4 separate regions of the Mus musculus genome follow, and regions 1, 3 and 4 are each linked to region 2. A link is a contact called in public Micro-C, capture Hi-C and promoter capture Hi-C data. All regions are on one chromosome and are shown on one strand. Each heading gives the region's core, a stretch centred on a gene start, on an enhancer-like site or on the middle of the called end of the contact. The rest is flanking DNA. Distances are from core to core; before and after follow the strand shown. Region 1 holds the start of Nrn1l (neuritin 1-like). Region 2 holds the start of Tppp3 (tubulin polymerization-promoting protein family member 3). Region 3 holds the start of Cenpt (centromere protein T). Region 4 holds the start of Ces4a (carboxylesterase 4A).

The links. Promoter capture Hi-C pulls out the DNA fragments that hold promoters and counts their contacts. A called contact is a pair of places that touch in the nucleus more often than the background predicts. Capture Hi-C pulls out chosen DNA fragments and counts their contacts.
Region 1: a contact with region 2 is called in a capture Hi-C map of embryonic stem cells, with 2.4 times the contacts expected there. The contact joins the promoter of Nrn1l here to the promoter of Tppp3 in region 2. A contact is called at or near these places in 3 of 39 promoter capture datasets (cranial neural crest, frontonasal cranial neural crest and second pharyngeal arch cranial neural crest), 1 of 115 datasets of contacts at active chromatin or transcription factors (large pre-B cells) and 1 of 9 other capture datasets (embryonic stem cells).
Region 3: a Micro-C map of embryonic stem cells shows a contact between it and region 2, with 2.4 times the contacts expected there. The contact joins the promoter of Cenpt here to the promoter of Tppp3 in region 2. A contact is called at or near these places in 3 of 39 promoter capture datasets (cranial neural crest, neural stem cells and second pharyngeal arch cranial neural crest), 1 of 484 Hi-C or Micro-C datasets (embryonic stem cells) and 2 of 115 datasets of contacts at active chromatin or transcription factors (bone marrow-derived macrophages and large pre-B cells).
Region 4: a contact with region 2 is called in a promoter capture Hi-C map of liver, with 2.3 times the contacts expected there. The contact joins the promoter of Ces4a here to the promoter of Tppp3 in region 2. A contact is called at or near these places in 1 of 39 promoter capture datasets (liver) and 1 of 484 Hi-C or Micro-C datasets (the HL-1 cell line).

What each region holds. Positions count from the first base shown.
Region 1 is chr8:105,891,910-105,895,478 of GRCm38.p6, forward strand. Nrn1l (neuritin 1-like) reads left to right here and starts at 1,658. Exons shown (of 3, transcript NM_175024.4): 1 at 1,658-1,758; 2 at 2,457-2,571; 3 at 2,714-3,114. The coding sequence starts at 1,671. The coding sequence ends at 2,999. It overlaps Edc4 (enhancer of mRNA decapping 4), which reads left to right. Exons shown (of 29, transcript NM_001301100.1): 28 at 358-521; 29 at 761-1,316. The coding sequence ends at 953.
Region 2 is chr8:105,469,714-105,473,020 of GRCm38.p6, forward strand. Tppp3 (tubulin polymerization-promoting protein family member 3) reads right to left here and starts at 1,709. Exons shown (of 4, transcript NM_026481.3): 1 at 1,567-1,709. Zdhhc1 (zinc finger, DHHC domain containing 1) reads right to left here. Exons shown (of 14, transcript NM_175160.5): 13 at 3,278-3,307; 14 at 2,710-3,168. The coding sequence ends at 2,888.
Region 3 is chr8:105,850,693-105,853,950 of GRCm38.p6, forward strand. Cenpt (centromere protein T) reads right to left here and starts at 1,316. Exons shown (of 13, transcript NM_177150.2): 1 at 1,179-1,316. The coding sequence starts at 1,291.
Region 4 is chr8:105,130,487-105,134,091 of GRCm38.p6, forward strand. It overlaps Ces4a (carboxylesterase 4A), which reads left to right and starts at 1,314. Exons shown (of 14, transcript NM_146213.2): 1 at 1,314-1,544. The coding sequence starts at 1,466.

The DNA.
Region 1 (3,569 bases), core at 408-2,907, 420 kb after region 2:
CAGCCCTATCAGAGTTTCTGAACATCACTTCTGGAGCTCTTAGAACCCAACTTTGGTCTTCTGGCCGTGGGCCACACTTCTCAGATAAGAAAGCCTCCCATCGGGCTGGTGAGATGGCTCAGCGGGTAAGAGCACTGACTGCTCTTCTGAAGGTCCTGAGTTCAAATCCCAGCAACCACATGGTGGCTTACAACCACCCGTAATGAGATCTGACACCCTCTTCTGGTGTGTCTGAGGACAGCTACAGTGTGCTTATATATAATAAATAGATCTTTAAAAAAAGAAAGAAAGAAAGAAAGAAAGCCTCCCATCCTGGTACTGGGGATGAATTAGCATGCTGTCTCATTCTCCTCCCAGGCACTGACTGCTGCTGATCTCAATCTGGTGCTGTATGTGTGTGAAACTGTCGACCCAGCCCAGGTTTTTGGGCAGCCGCCCTGTCCACTATCCCAGCCTGTTCTCCTTTCCCTAATCCAGCAGCTAGCATCTGACCTTGGAACTAGAAGTGACCTCAAGCTCAGGTGAGTGGGGCAGTCAGGGACCAGACGATGAGTTAGAGGTAGGGATAGAGAACAGTTCATAGCAGACACCCACTCTTGCCTGACTCCCACCCCCTAGCTTTTCTACCTATATTCTCCACCCATTCCCATATGAGGCTTAGAAAGATTCTTTATCATTGTTCCTCTGGGCTTCAGTGCCACCAGGGGGCACTCCTTTCTGCTGCATCCACCTATACCCTGCCTTTCTCCCCTATCCCCAGCTACTTGGAAGAAGCTGTGATGCACCTGGACCACAGCGATCCCATCACTCGAGACCACATGGGCTCTGTCATGGCTCAGGTGCGCCAGAAGCTCTTCCAGTTCCTGCAGGCTGATCCACACAACTCACTTAGCAAAGCTGCCCGCCGCCTCAGCCTAATGTTACACGGCCTTGTGACCCCTAGCCTCCCTTAGCCATTTAAAGAGGGATGAGGTGATGCTGAAGGCCAGTTGGCAGGTTTAGGTCAAGGCAGGGCCATGTCTGCTGTTTCCCTGCTCAGGCCTTCCTCTCTGGTGTGTGGAGGGAGGTATGCAGCAGGGCTCACGGGCAGTGCTCTACTGATTGTGGTAACCAGCAGGGTCAGGCGGGCCCAGGGCACGTAGTGTGCCTTCTTGGGTCCTACCATGCCTGAAGCGTGACCCCAAGATCGTGACACCACTTGAGTTGAATTTTCCATGTTCCTTTTTACCTATAATTTGGATCTTTTTGTTTTTGAAAAACATTGAGAAATGCAATTAAAGGCTTTTGGAATAAAAGAAAGTATGTGTGTGATTTTAGTTTGTCTTTGATGTGACTATTCTTTCCTCCCTTTGGGGAAGTCTGTCCAAACCAATCTACTCTGGGGTCCCCTGGCACTCATTCTCATCTGATAAACTTCCTACTCACACCTCCCTGTCCAATTCAGGCAACACGGCCTAGAGCCAGCTCAGCATCATCTTGCCTCCTCTCTGGGCAGTTTTGCCCTCTGGGGTCCTCCTCTTCTCTGCCTAGCTGGATGCTGGAGGCGGGGCTGACAGCTGGGATGATGCTCCGCCTCCAGGCCCCATCCAATCAGAATCCCTTCCTCTGTGGGCTGGGTCCACAGGCAGCTCTCCAAGCCTCTCGCTCCTGCACTAGGCTTACAGCCAGGGATGATGTGCAACTGCTGCCACTGCCACTGGCGCCGCCGCTGTCAGCGGCTACCCTGTGCCCTGACGCTGTTGCTGCTACTACCACTCGGTGAGTGTGAGCGTCCTGGGCCCAGGCTGCAAACCCTCTCAGAGGTCCTAGCCAGACTGGGTGTAGGGTATGGGAGCAAAGGAGTTGGAGATGAGCAGTGAGGGCTCTGGGAGCATGCGATAGTGGCTTCAGGATGGAAAGTACAGTGCAAACACCTCAGCTGTCGGGGGAGAACTTTTAAATCCTGTAGCCCTCTTCTGACAAAGGGAGTCTGGCCCCCAGTAGAGCTCAAGCCATGGATCTCTGATCTTAGAGTGACTGGCTTTGATCCCCACCCAGCCCAGTCAGTTTCAGCCGACACACTTGTCTTTAGGGAGGCAATCAAAGTGCCAGGTGGAGCTCATGAAGACTACAGGAAGACTGCCTTCTGCCCACGACCTCCTGCTTCCAGACCCTCTACCCCTGAATCTGTCTCTGACCTAGAGTCCCAGGAACTAGAGAAGGAGCTAAGCTCTGGGACCCAACACCCGCTTTCTGTTCCCACATCACACCTCCATGTGCATCACAGTCCAAAGCCTATCTTGAGAGTTAAGCCAAGTGATCTCCAGCTACCCTGAAGTTCCCCGGGGGGCACCTCTTTCACGCTGAGTCACGTCCCCAGAGCAGCATCCGGTAAACAAGCTCCTGACAAATGGACTCTAGCTCACTCTATTAACCATTCTCCATCCCCAACCCACTCCTAATCTCTACCCACCCAGCAGTGGCCTCTGAGGGCCCAAACCGCTGTGATACCATATACCAAGGCTTTGCTGAATGTCTCATCCGCCTGGGGGATGGCATGGGTCGAGGAGGCGAGCTACAGACTGTCTGCAGGTACCGGCAGGTGGGAGGCGATGGGTAGGTCGGTGGGAAGCACCAACCCAATCTATGCTACTGCACCACCACCCCAGGGCCCCGAGTCTCTTCCCAGTCCAAATCGTTGTGCTCTAACCCCCCTAACCCCATTCTGTAACAGATCCTGGAATGACTTCCACGCCTGTGCCTCTCGGGTCCTGTCAGGCTGCCCAGAGGAGGCGGCTGCAGTGTGGGAGTCACTGCAGCAAGAAGCTCGCCGCGCCCCACACCCAGATAATTTGCACATCCTCTGTGGCGCTCCTGTGAGTGTTCGGGAGCGGATTGCTGGCCCAGAGACCAACCAGGAGACACTACGGGCCACAGCTCCTGCACTGGCTCCAGCTCCAGCCCCTGTGTTGCTCGCCGCCGCTCTAGCGCTTGCCTGCCTCCTGGGGCCTCTGGCCTAAACAGTCTGGTTGGCCAGCCAACAGTGCCCTTGCCTCCCATCACTGCATGCAGTGGCTGCCATGTGAGCTCTGCAGTATGCACACTTTTCATTAAAGGTATTTATATTTGCACCAAGTTGGTTCCTTTCTCCTGGCTGTGGCCCTCTTGACTAAAGCAAGGAACCCCAGGAAATTATCTCAGCATGGAATGTGTGTGCCTCAGAACCTCCACAAGGGACTCAATCATCCTCACAAACATTCATTTTGTGATGGCGGTATTGAGGTTTCTTTCCATTATGCTATAGGTCCCAAGAGCATCCTGGGTCCCAAGAGCTCTGGTAGAGACCCAGGATCTGCCAGAATGCACAGCCCTTCTCTGCCTTTCCCAACCTGGCAGAAATGTGGTGGCAGCGGCTGGGGACTACAACGGGGACCCCAGGGTGAGAGTTCTCCATCTCAGACTCCTACCCTCAACTACTCACCCCTGGTGGCCAGTCGAGGTCTTTCTCAGGTTCCTTGCGGCCTGCTTCTCCCTCTACTAAACCTCAGCCTTCAATACGTGCTCAGACTCAGTGCTCGGTCTTCTGAGGT
Region 2 (3,307 bases), core at 459-2,958:
AAGAAACCTGGGTAGAGACTTGGACAGTAGCCCCTAAATTCTTCCATGGGGCCATGATCTTGGTGCCTCAATCCTTCACTGAGGCACAATCCCGTTGTCTACACTTCAGCCCTCCACTAAGGTCTTCTTTTCACTGAGCGTGACCACGCCTGTCCACGTTCCCATAGCTCAGATGCACTGAGCCCTGGCCCTCCACACCCTCTGCCTCGTACCCACTAACCATACCCACAGCCTTGCACCGAGGCTTCCTCCACCCACACCCAAAGCCTTGAATTTGACCCTTTTTCCTTTTCCATCCCCACACAGACATTAAGACCCCTGCAATGAAACTCCTCCCCAGCATGCCCACAGCCCTGCAGTCAAGTGCATGTCCTACTACAGACCCCTGACCACACCCTCCTCAGAGCTCCATTGCAGATCTCTGACCACACCCTCAGCCCCACCCTGAAAGTCCCTCTCCAAATCAAACCCTGTGTACACTGCATCCATTTTGCATCCTTTTAACTCACATCCTGAAGACCCCAACCACAGTCACTAGCTGGACTCTGCACCCTTACAAAGGCCCCCTGGCCATACCCTTGGAGCATTCCCGTTCATCCATATAGCTACAGCTTCTGACACAGCCCTGCCTTGAAATCTCCCAGTCTATGCAGTAACACTTCCATACTTCCATGCAAAGCATTGAACACCCACCACCACACACGCGCAGAGTTCCCTGACCACACCCTCAGCACTCTCTCTTTACTCATATGCTAAAGCTATTGACACAGACCTGACCTAAAGCCCCTCAGAGTCTAACCAGCACTGGCATCGCCAGGCATCATGTTAAGACATACCACCATCACCACACCCACTGCAGCCTCCTGTTCTCAGCCACCATCTTTACCTTGCCTCTTAGGGGAAAAAAAAAAAAGTGTCCAATGACCACAACCTGGCCCCCGAACAACTTCCTCTTCTTCCATTACTAGTTGGTCCACACTGAAAGGCCTTTTCTGGTGACCACACCTACTCATCCATAAGTTGCAATTTTTAAGACTCAGAAACCCAGAGATTGCACTCTGCAGGGACCTCTGTGGGTCTGTAAATGGGGTCCGCCACACCCTTTGCCTCTCCCAAAGATGTCAACCCGCCCGGGGACCCAAAGCCCTGTACTTGAACACCACAGGTAAATGTGTCCAGGGGAGTTTGGGGTGCTACATGATGCTCTTCTCAAGGAAATGGGAGGATCCTGAGGCTACTGCTCACTCCTGTCTATGGGAAGATGAATTTGGGGGCTGTTGATGTGGAACAGAATCACAGCAGCTGCTCTGGGGTCCTCAGACCCTGGGCACAGTGTTCATGCCTCTGAACTGAATCCGCTCGTCAGCTCCTGCTGGGACAGCTGCAGTCATCAATCAGCCTGGCAAGAAGGTGGGGGCAGGAGTGTGTGTGGAACCCTTGGGGCCAGGGCCGGGGTGTTCAGCTGATAGGCTCAGCTCAGTACCATCTGAGGTTGGTTCAGGCTGCTCCCACCCACCCCTCCTTTTGGGGGATACGAATTAGGGTGGTCGATGTTCAGTCTCCTACCGGCTTCTACCGCTTGGCTGCTCCTGAGCGTGCCTTCGGACAGGACCCAGGAACTGATGCTGGAGACCAGGAGGCTCCACAGCTCCGCTCCCTGCCGGCTCCCGGGCGGGACTGCAGCCCGGGCGGCTCCGTAGTATTATCCCCTGTTTCTCGGTCACCATAGAGACAGTGAGTCCCACCCCCTAGGCTGTCTCGGCGGGAGAGTGACCAAGGTCACGCTAGCTCCTCCCACCAGACCCCGCCCTATGTGCTCTGTGGGCGCTGGGCCCGCAGAATTGCAGCGACAGCCTTATCCTGCTCCTCCCCTTCAACCGCGGTCCTCAAGCGGTCAGAGCTGCCCTCTGCAGTCCTGGATGTCCTAAGATAGGAACTCCCATGGCCAATGGGAAAACAGCCCCCCCCCAAATTCCATTGTCCCCAACCCTCAAGGGACTGCTGAAAGAATCCACCTGAGATTGTCTAGGAGCTGAACTGAAGAAGGGGATCCCGCCCCTCATTGACAAGGATCTACAGCTGGCTCCAAGACCACAGCTGCCGCTAACCCTGTGGCATTCACTCATTCCTAGGTTCTCAGCAGGCCACATTCTGAAGCACTAGAAGACTGAGACAATCAGTGGATCACGCATTCTTACCCACCCCACCCCCCCAAATGCTGGGTACTTTTGTGGCAGCAATTCCTAAATTTCGGAGAATGGCTGCCTCCTCCCATTCTCGTCTCCCCGCCTCACAGCTTCTTGTTCCAATGCGCCTCCCTAGCCTGCTTCCTCTTCAGTTTCCAACTGCAAATACTAAATAAAAAACTAAATAAAAATACTAAATATTAATTGATTAATTAATTAATTAATAAACCTTGCTGGGTGGGTGTGGTAGCACAAGCCTGCAATCTGGGGATTCGGGAGACTGAAGCAGTAGATTCAAATTTTCGAGGCTACCCTGGGAAATGGGAGAAGGGACAGAGGAGAGTGGTAGTTCTTGAACAAGACCCCATGTTTTTGATTCCCAACACTTAAAAGAAAAACCCTGTCCAGAGACCTTTCCTAACCCGCCCCTCTTTCTCTGCCCCAAGCTAGCAATGGTGGTCCTGCTTCTGTGAGATCCATGGATTTTTCCACTATGAAAATAAGCATTAAGTCCGCAAAAGCATTAAAAAAAAAAAAAAGTTTATTGGGGCATCAGGGCTGGTGGAGCGGATATTGCTGAGTCTTGGGTAAGGAAGGCCGATCCTGTCGACCTTGAGGTCCCTAAAGTGCACTCGTTACGCGAATGTGGGGTGTTGCATAGAGTCAAGGCCCTCCTGCCTCTAGTCCTTAGCCTTAGTGGGCTAAGGCAGGCCGTCGCCGCCTCCAGGTGTTCCGGGCTCGCCACTGCTCGGGCTCACAAAAACAGCAGGCGAACGTGCCTGTAGAGCCAGCCCAGACTCTCGACCCCTGGCTCCTGGGGCACCCAGTGCGGCACTGCCCAGGCGCGTCTGGGCCACTGGAATCTCTTCCATGGACTCAGCTGATGCCGAGTAGTAGGCGCCTGCAGAGCCACCAGCATGCACTGGGCTGGCACTGGTGGAATCAGATGAAGAGCTGGAGCGGCGGCTAGGAGTCCCAGTCTCTGCGCACAGAGGGGGACTTAGATTGAGATAAGGGCTGCAGCTAGGGCTTTAAAACCTTTCCCTCCCACGAACTAATCCAATAGGATCCAAGCAGAGAGCGGCGCTCACCCCGTAACCTGGGCAGTGGGAGCTCTCGGT
Region 3 (3,258 bases), core at 66-2,565, 380 kb after region 2:
AATAAATACATAATGCCCCATCATGAATTAACAAGGGCCCGGTGGGACCAACATGTTAATCCCAGCGACCAGGGAGGTTAGGGAAAGAGGATGGGGAGTCCAAAGCCTGTCTGGGCTAGTTTCAAGCCACGCCCAGGCAACTTCTTGAGATCCTGTGGCAAAGAAATAGGGAAAGGGCTGGAGATGACGCACAATGGTAGGGTGCTTAATTAGCAGGCATAAGATCCTAGGATCAACCACTAATACTTTGGAGAATAAAAGAAAACACCTTATCATGAACGAGTCTCCACTTGGAAAGAAGGGCATTCTTCCAGACTGGTGGAAGCCAACTTCGGTACCTTCTGCTCACAACCCTCCTTAAGCTTCACTCCCCAAAGTCAGGACTACACAGAGGAACCCTGTCTCGAAAACCGAAAAAACAAAAACAGAAGAAAGAAGAAAGAAGAAGGAAGAAGAAGAAGAAGAAGAAGAAAAAGGAAGAAGGAAGAAGAAGAAGAAGAAGAAGAAGAAGAAGAAGGAAGAAGAAGGAAGAAGAAGGAAGAAGAAGAAGAAGAAGAAGAAGAAGAAAGAAGAAGAAAGAAGAAAGAAGAAGAAAAGAAGAAAGAAAAAAGAAAGCAAAGCATCAAGAAGAAGAAAGAAAAAAGGAAAGCAAAGCATGAAGAAGAAGAGAGAAAAAAGAAAGCAAAGCATGAAGAAGAAGAAAGAAAAAGAAAAGAAAAAAAGCAAAGCAAGAAGAAGAAAGAAAGAAAGAAAGAAAGAAAGAAAGAAAGAGAAAGAAAAGAAAGAAAGCAAAGCATCTTTCCAGTTCCTGCCCCCCGACCTGCCATGGGAGCCTCAGAGAGTAGGACTGTGTGTGTTGTGAAAGGTGAAGTCACCTAGAAGCAGGGGTAGATGTCACGACAACCTTGGCCTGGGAGGGGGGTGAGTGAAACAGGCTAGAAAACACAGAGCCTTGCCCTCTGCTCCTAGAGATCCAGCACCGTTGTGAGTGAGACTCTGCGGTCTCACCCTGGGGCATACGGTGAGAGTACAAAACCGCACAGCTGAGTTCAATTTGATTAGGAACCCCGAGTCTGATCTCAGCATCTCAGACTGTACTCTGAGACGCGGTTTTCCTTTCCAGACGCAGACACCACTGTCCATTCATTCCAGTTGCTCACCGCAACACTCTTACGTACTTGATCCGAGTGCTCCGGCGTCTCATCGGAGTGCGCGAATCCGCCGTCTCCAGCACGCGCCGCAAAAGCGTGCGTACAGTAGGATCGCCGTCAGAAAAGCTGAGGTCCGCCATGTTCAGGACCCCACCCCTCCTAACTGCTCAAGCAGCAGCGAGCACCGCGTTCCCACCGCCTATTTTGAGTCAAGTCTCGCGATGCTGCCACATGGCCCCACGGGAACTGTAGTCCAACAGCTGGGGAACCGGGTCTGATGTGATTGTAAATTGATTTTGGAGGCGGTCTCATGTTAACCCTGAGGGGAAAGCATGCAACCAGTTAAGACTTCATGGTTTCTTCATTTAAAAAAAAAAAAAAAGTTTTTTTTTTTAAAGGCTTATAATAATCTTAAAGAACTAGGGGACTAGAAGTATGGCTCAGCGGCAAGGCCTACTTGCTGCTCTTGTATAGAACCTGAACCCGTAAGGAAAGGTCATGACTGCCAGAAACACCAGTGTCCGGGCATCAAATGTCCTCCTCTGGTCTCTTCAGACACCAGACATACATGTAGGGTCAACCTCTCTGGACAGCCCTCTTGCCTTTACCATAGGAATACTCCGATGGCAGATGTAGGCCACTATGGTAGATTTTGATAATTTCATGTGCGCGCACGTGCGTATATACTTTTTGTTTTTGAAACAGCGTGGTGTGTAGCCCAAGCTGACCTCAAAATCCCTAGGTAGTCCAAGATGACCTTGAACTTCTAAGCCTCCTGCTTCCACTTCTGTTTGATTGCGTTACAGGTGTTTTCTTCCTTCCTTCCGTTCTTTTTGTTTGTTAGTATAGAACAGGATTTATTCAGGGCATGGGAAGGGGAGATGAGGGAGTAGACATAGAGGCAGAGAGAATAGAGGAGTAGAGGTCGCCCATGGGCACCTGGAGAGAGGGAGGAGGGCAATGGGGGGGGGAGTAGAAGCAAGAGCAGGTGAGCGAGAATACAGGTGTTTTCTATTGCACCCCGTTTAAATTTTTATTTTCTTTAGAAGTCTTGGGTTTTGTTGTTGTTTTGTTTGGGTTTTGTTTTGGTTTGGGTTTTTTGTTGCTTTTTTTTTTTCGTTGTTGTTGTTGTTTTTGGTTTGGTTTTTTGAGACAGGTTTTGGGTTTTTTTTTTGTTTTTGTTTTGTTTTTTGTTTTTTTTGAGACAGGGTTTCTCTGTATTGCCCTGGCTGTCCTGGAACTCACTCTGTAGACCAGGCTGGCCTCGAACTCAGAAATCTGCCTACCTCTGCTTCCCAAGTGCTGGGATTAAAGGCGTGTGCCCCACCGCCCGACTGTTGTTTTGTTTTGAGACAGGTTGTATGTAGTTCAGACTTGCCTCAGACTTTCCACGCAGCAGATGATGACCTTGAACTTGTGATTCATGCCTGTGGTTGCTGGGATTTGAACTCAGAACCTTCCAGAGAGCAGTCAGTGTTCTTAAACCCTGAGCCATTTCTCCAGCCCCCTTGAGCGACCCATGGCTTGTCAGATTTTCTTTGGCAGTCACAAGGGAAACAGATGTAGAGGACCCAAGATTAGAAGCAGAGACATGCAATATGATTCTTGCTTTTCACTAGAGATGCCAAGTCCAGAGGATAGGTAAGACAGTGCTGGGGAGAAATTGCGCACTTTGTTTGCTTTTGGTGCTGAAGACCAGGCACAGTCCCTACTTTCAACTTACTAGATATTATTTGAATGTCCATGAGTATGTTAAAGGCTATTTATGTACTGAAGGTAGAGTCAAATTGAGTATCTTCTTTAATGCTTTGTGGGTTTGAATCAATGTGATTCTTCCTCACAAGTTAAAAAGCCAGGCATGAGCAGGGCAGTGGTGGCACAGGCCTTTAATCCCAGCACTTAGGAGGCAGAGGCAGGCTGATTTCTGAGTTCGAGGCCAGCTTGGTCTATAGAGGGAGTTTCAGGACAGCAAGGACTACACAGAGAAAACCTGTCTTGAAAAACCAAAAATAAATAAATAAAAAAAATACCAAGCATTGTGTCCCATGCCTATAATGGCAGTGCTAGAGGTGCATCCCTGCAGCTAACTGGCCAGCCAGCCTAAAAT
Region 4 (3,605 bases), core at 64-2,563, 340 kb before region 2:
GCGTATTTAGAGGTCAGAGGGCAAGCTCAGGTGTCAGTCAGTCTTCACTTTAAACCTGGTTTAAGAGGGGCTCTTCATGCTGGCATCTGCTGCTGCGTACACTTTCTGAGCTAGTTCCCAAACTACCCAGATTCTCCTGTTTCTGCCTCCCATCTCACTGTAAGAAGCACTGGGAGTGTAGACGCGTGCTACCGCGCCCAGATTTACACGGATTCTAAGAACTTAAACTCAGATTCCCTAAGCTTGTGTGGCAAGTACTTTACCTACTGAATCATCTCTCCGGGCTTCCCATAGGAATCATTCTTAAAGGAGTATAGGACAGAACAATATTGCCCATTATGGAGGGGCTTGTCCAGCCCAGAGCCTGATGCCAGCAAACGGGGTGCTGTAGCCTAACACTGTGAATGATGAGCAGACTGTAAGGAGATTGGTTAGATGCAACATACCAAATGGTTCCCATGTTGACCTTGCAGGCAATAACCCACCTTGAGCCTGTCTGAGGCCTTCCTTAGAGGACTATGGAGCCCAATCAATGGCGATTGGGCAGTGAACATCGTATTCCTGAGGAGAGAGGAAAAGCCACACGAATGGGTAAGGATTTCAATAAAGGACATTTCTGAGAACTCAGTGAATGGGCCTTGGAGAAAATGGTGTATATCCATCACGTGTCAGATCTACAGAGCTGGAGACTATAAGTCAGTAAGAAAGACATGCCCTTACCTTTCACCCTCCCAGCACAGAAACCCCTAGATACCCATTTCCTAAAGATATGCCAAGACTCTAGGACTCCCGCCTGATGTGTTAATAAACATGGACCCATCTCTTCCCATCCAGCCCCACACTTGCTACTATAAACACCAGGCTCCATCTCCCTTTTCTGTCCAATTCCACAAAGGTCAACCTTTATTCCCTGGGGAACCTTTCCTCACTCACTACCCTGGTCTCACTAAGTGAACCTTCTCATGGTTGCCTTTAGATCTAGACTCCAGTGGGAATGTAAGTATTCACCACACTGACTTCCTGTTCCTGACACAGTCTTACCCTCTATGATGATCCTGTCTGAGAAACCTGTGCAGAGGAGCACCTACAAGAATCTGCACAAAGCAAAGGCAATCAGAGAACCCAGCGCTCTTCAGTCCATGGGGAGCATGTCTGAGGGCTCCAGTCTTGGCTCCTACTCAATGGGTGAAGCTTGACTCGTACCTTCAAGCTGTTGCCAAATGAGCAAACTGGGCAGGGATTGCAGGCAAGCCAGTTTGGTTGAAGAGCCAAAACCATACAGTGTGACCTATCACCCCAAGGAGGAGGGACAAGGCTCCACAGCTGGCGAGAAGCTGGTCATAACTCCTCCAGCCCCAGCCTCTGATGATGGGAATCAAGAAGATAAAGGCAGAACTTTCTGGTGCTTCCACGCTGCGCTCAGAGCTCCCTTCTGACCCCAGAAGTGTAGGCATCACTGCAGCCCATGGCAGAAGCTGGCTGGAACATGAAGTGGATTCTGGGCTTGAGCCTCACCCTGTGCCTGGTAGTCCAGACAGCCTTAGGTAAGATAGTCACCTCTACTGGGGATCCCAGTCCTGGCTCAGCCACTTCTACACAGTGGGACTTAGACAAGATCTAGGCAGATGGAGGGCAATATTTCAAAGGTCTTGTGTGTTAGAAGTCTGAGCAAGTCATTTGTCCTCTGTGAGCCCCAAGACTGCTCTGCAAAGTGAGGACTGTGTCTCCTACCTCCTGGGATCAGCGAGGGACCTGAGAACATGACTTGCCCCTGTCCCTCCTTCTGGCCTTTCCCCACTCCTTCCTGCCTTTTTTCTCCTAAGCAGACGTCCACTTCCGCCTTCCTGTGCCATATATGGCCTCTATCTGTGCCTTTCTCCCCAGCATCCTTCTTTCTAAAATGAGTGTTATTCTCTGAACTGTGAAAAGAGCATAACACATTAACAACTGTTTATTGAGGTATTCACTACACATACAACAAGATGCACATATCTGAAAATATAGATGATGTGACCACCATTCTGACAAAAATCTAGAATATTTAGAATATTGCCAGGATTCTATGTGCCATTTTCCAGTCAACACCTCCAAAGTGACCACTCACTGTTCTGACCTCTATTGCAAATTTATTTTGCCTAAAAAATTACATCAGTTTTTTTTCTTCTGTTTTAGTTCTTCTTCTTCTTCTTCTTCTTCTTCTTCTTCTTCTTCTTCTTCTTCTTCTTCTTCTCCTTCTCCTTCTCCTTCTCCTTCTCCTTCTCCTTCTCCTTCTCCTTCTCCTTCTCCTTCTCCTTCTCCTTCTCCTTCTTCTTCTTCTTCTTCTTGATGATGATGATGTTGTTTTAGAGAAGCTTTGATAAAAACTGCTTTCTAGCATTTTGTGATATTACCTTCTTGTATATTTACACATAACTGTGGTATTAGCATGTGCACAATTTTAGTTTTAAGATGTTTTTAAAATTATACTTCTTGCCGGGCAGTGGTGGCACATGCCTGTAATCCTAGCACTTGGGAGGCAGAGGCAGGCAGATTTCTGGGTTTGAGGCCAGCCTGGTCTACAGAGTGAGTTCCAGAACAGCCAGGGCTATACAGAAAAACCCTGTCTCGAAAAAACAAAAACAAAAAAGAAAATTATACTTCTTGAGTGTGTATGTGCATGAGTTCGTGTACACTTGTGTACGTGTGTGCTTGTGCATGTGTGTGTGTGTGTGTGTGTGTGTGTGTGTGTGTGTGTGTGTGTGTGTGTGTGTTCTTACTTGTGCATGCCACAGCACATTTGTGGAGGTTGGAAGACAAATCACAAAAGTCCGTTTTTGCCCTCTACTGAGTGGATTCCAGAAGTCAAACTCAAATCATCAGGCTTAGCACCACACACCCTTGTCCTCTGTCCTCTGAACCATCCTGGACAAACTGTAGCTGGCCCTACAGTTTTGTTGTTGTTGCTGCTGTTGGTGGTGGTTTGTTTTTTTTATTTTAATGTGTGTTGGTATTTTGCCTGTATGTGTATCTAAAGGATGTCAGATCTCCTGGAACTGGAGTTCCAGACAGTTGTGAGCTGCCATGTGGGTCCTGGGAATTGAACTCAGGACCTCTGGAGGAGCCGTGGATGCTCTTAATGGTTGAACCATCTCTCTAGCTCCCTGCCCTACAGTTTTATACTCTGTTTATTTTTCCACTTAAATTCGTATGGAAAGTAGTTTATAGCTTAAGTTTTTATTTACTTTACTTAGTTCCTAGATCTGAATGAGGCTCCAGCATCCACTGGAGTTCAGATCAATTTTTGCTTTAATCAAGGAGCGCATCAGTTGCTGGGTATGTTCCAGATCCTGATCACAATGGGATGTGTGTAACTAGCATCACACAGAATTGTACAGGGAATATATGAGTGTCTTGCTGTGTGTATGGCTTATACCTCAATAAACTATAGCTAATGTGCTATGTTTTCACAGTTCAAATAACACTGATTTTTTCTAAAGAAATGCATTCTGTTTTAAAGTGAAGTCACTAAATCAAAGCACGTGAATATTTTATAACTCCCTATATGCTTTGCCAAGTTGTTTTTCCAAGGCATTGTGTTAATTTGTCCTCCACCCATGCTATTTGTG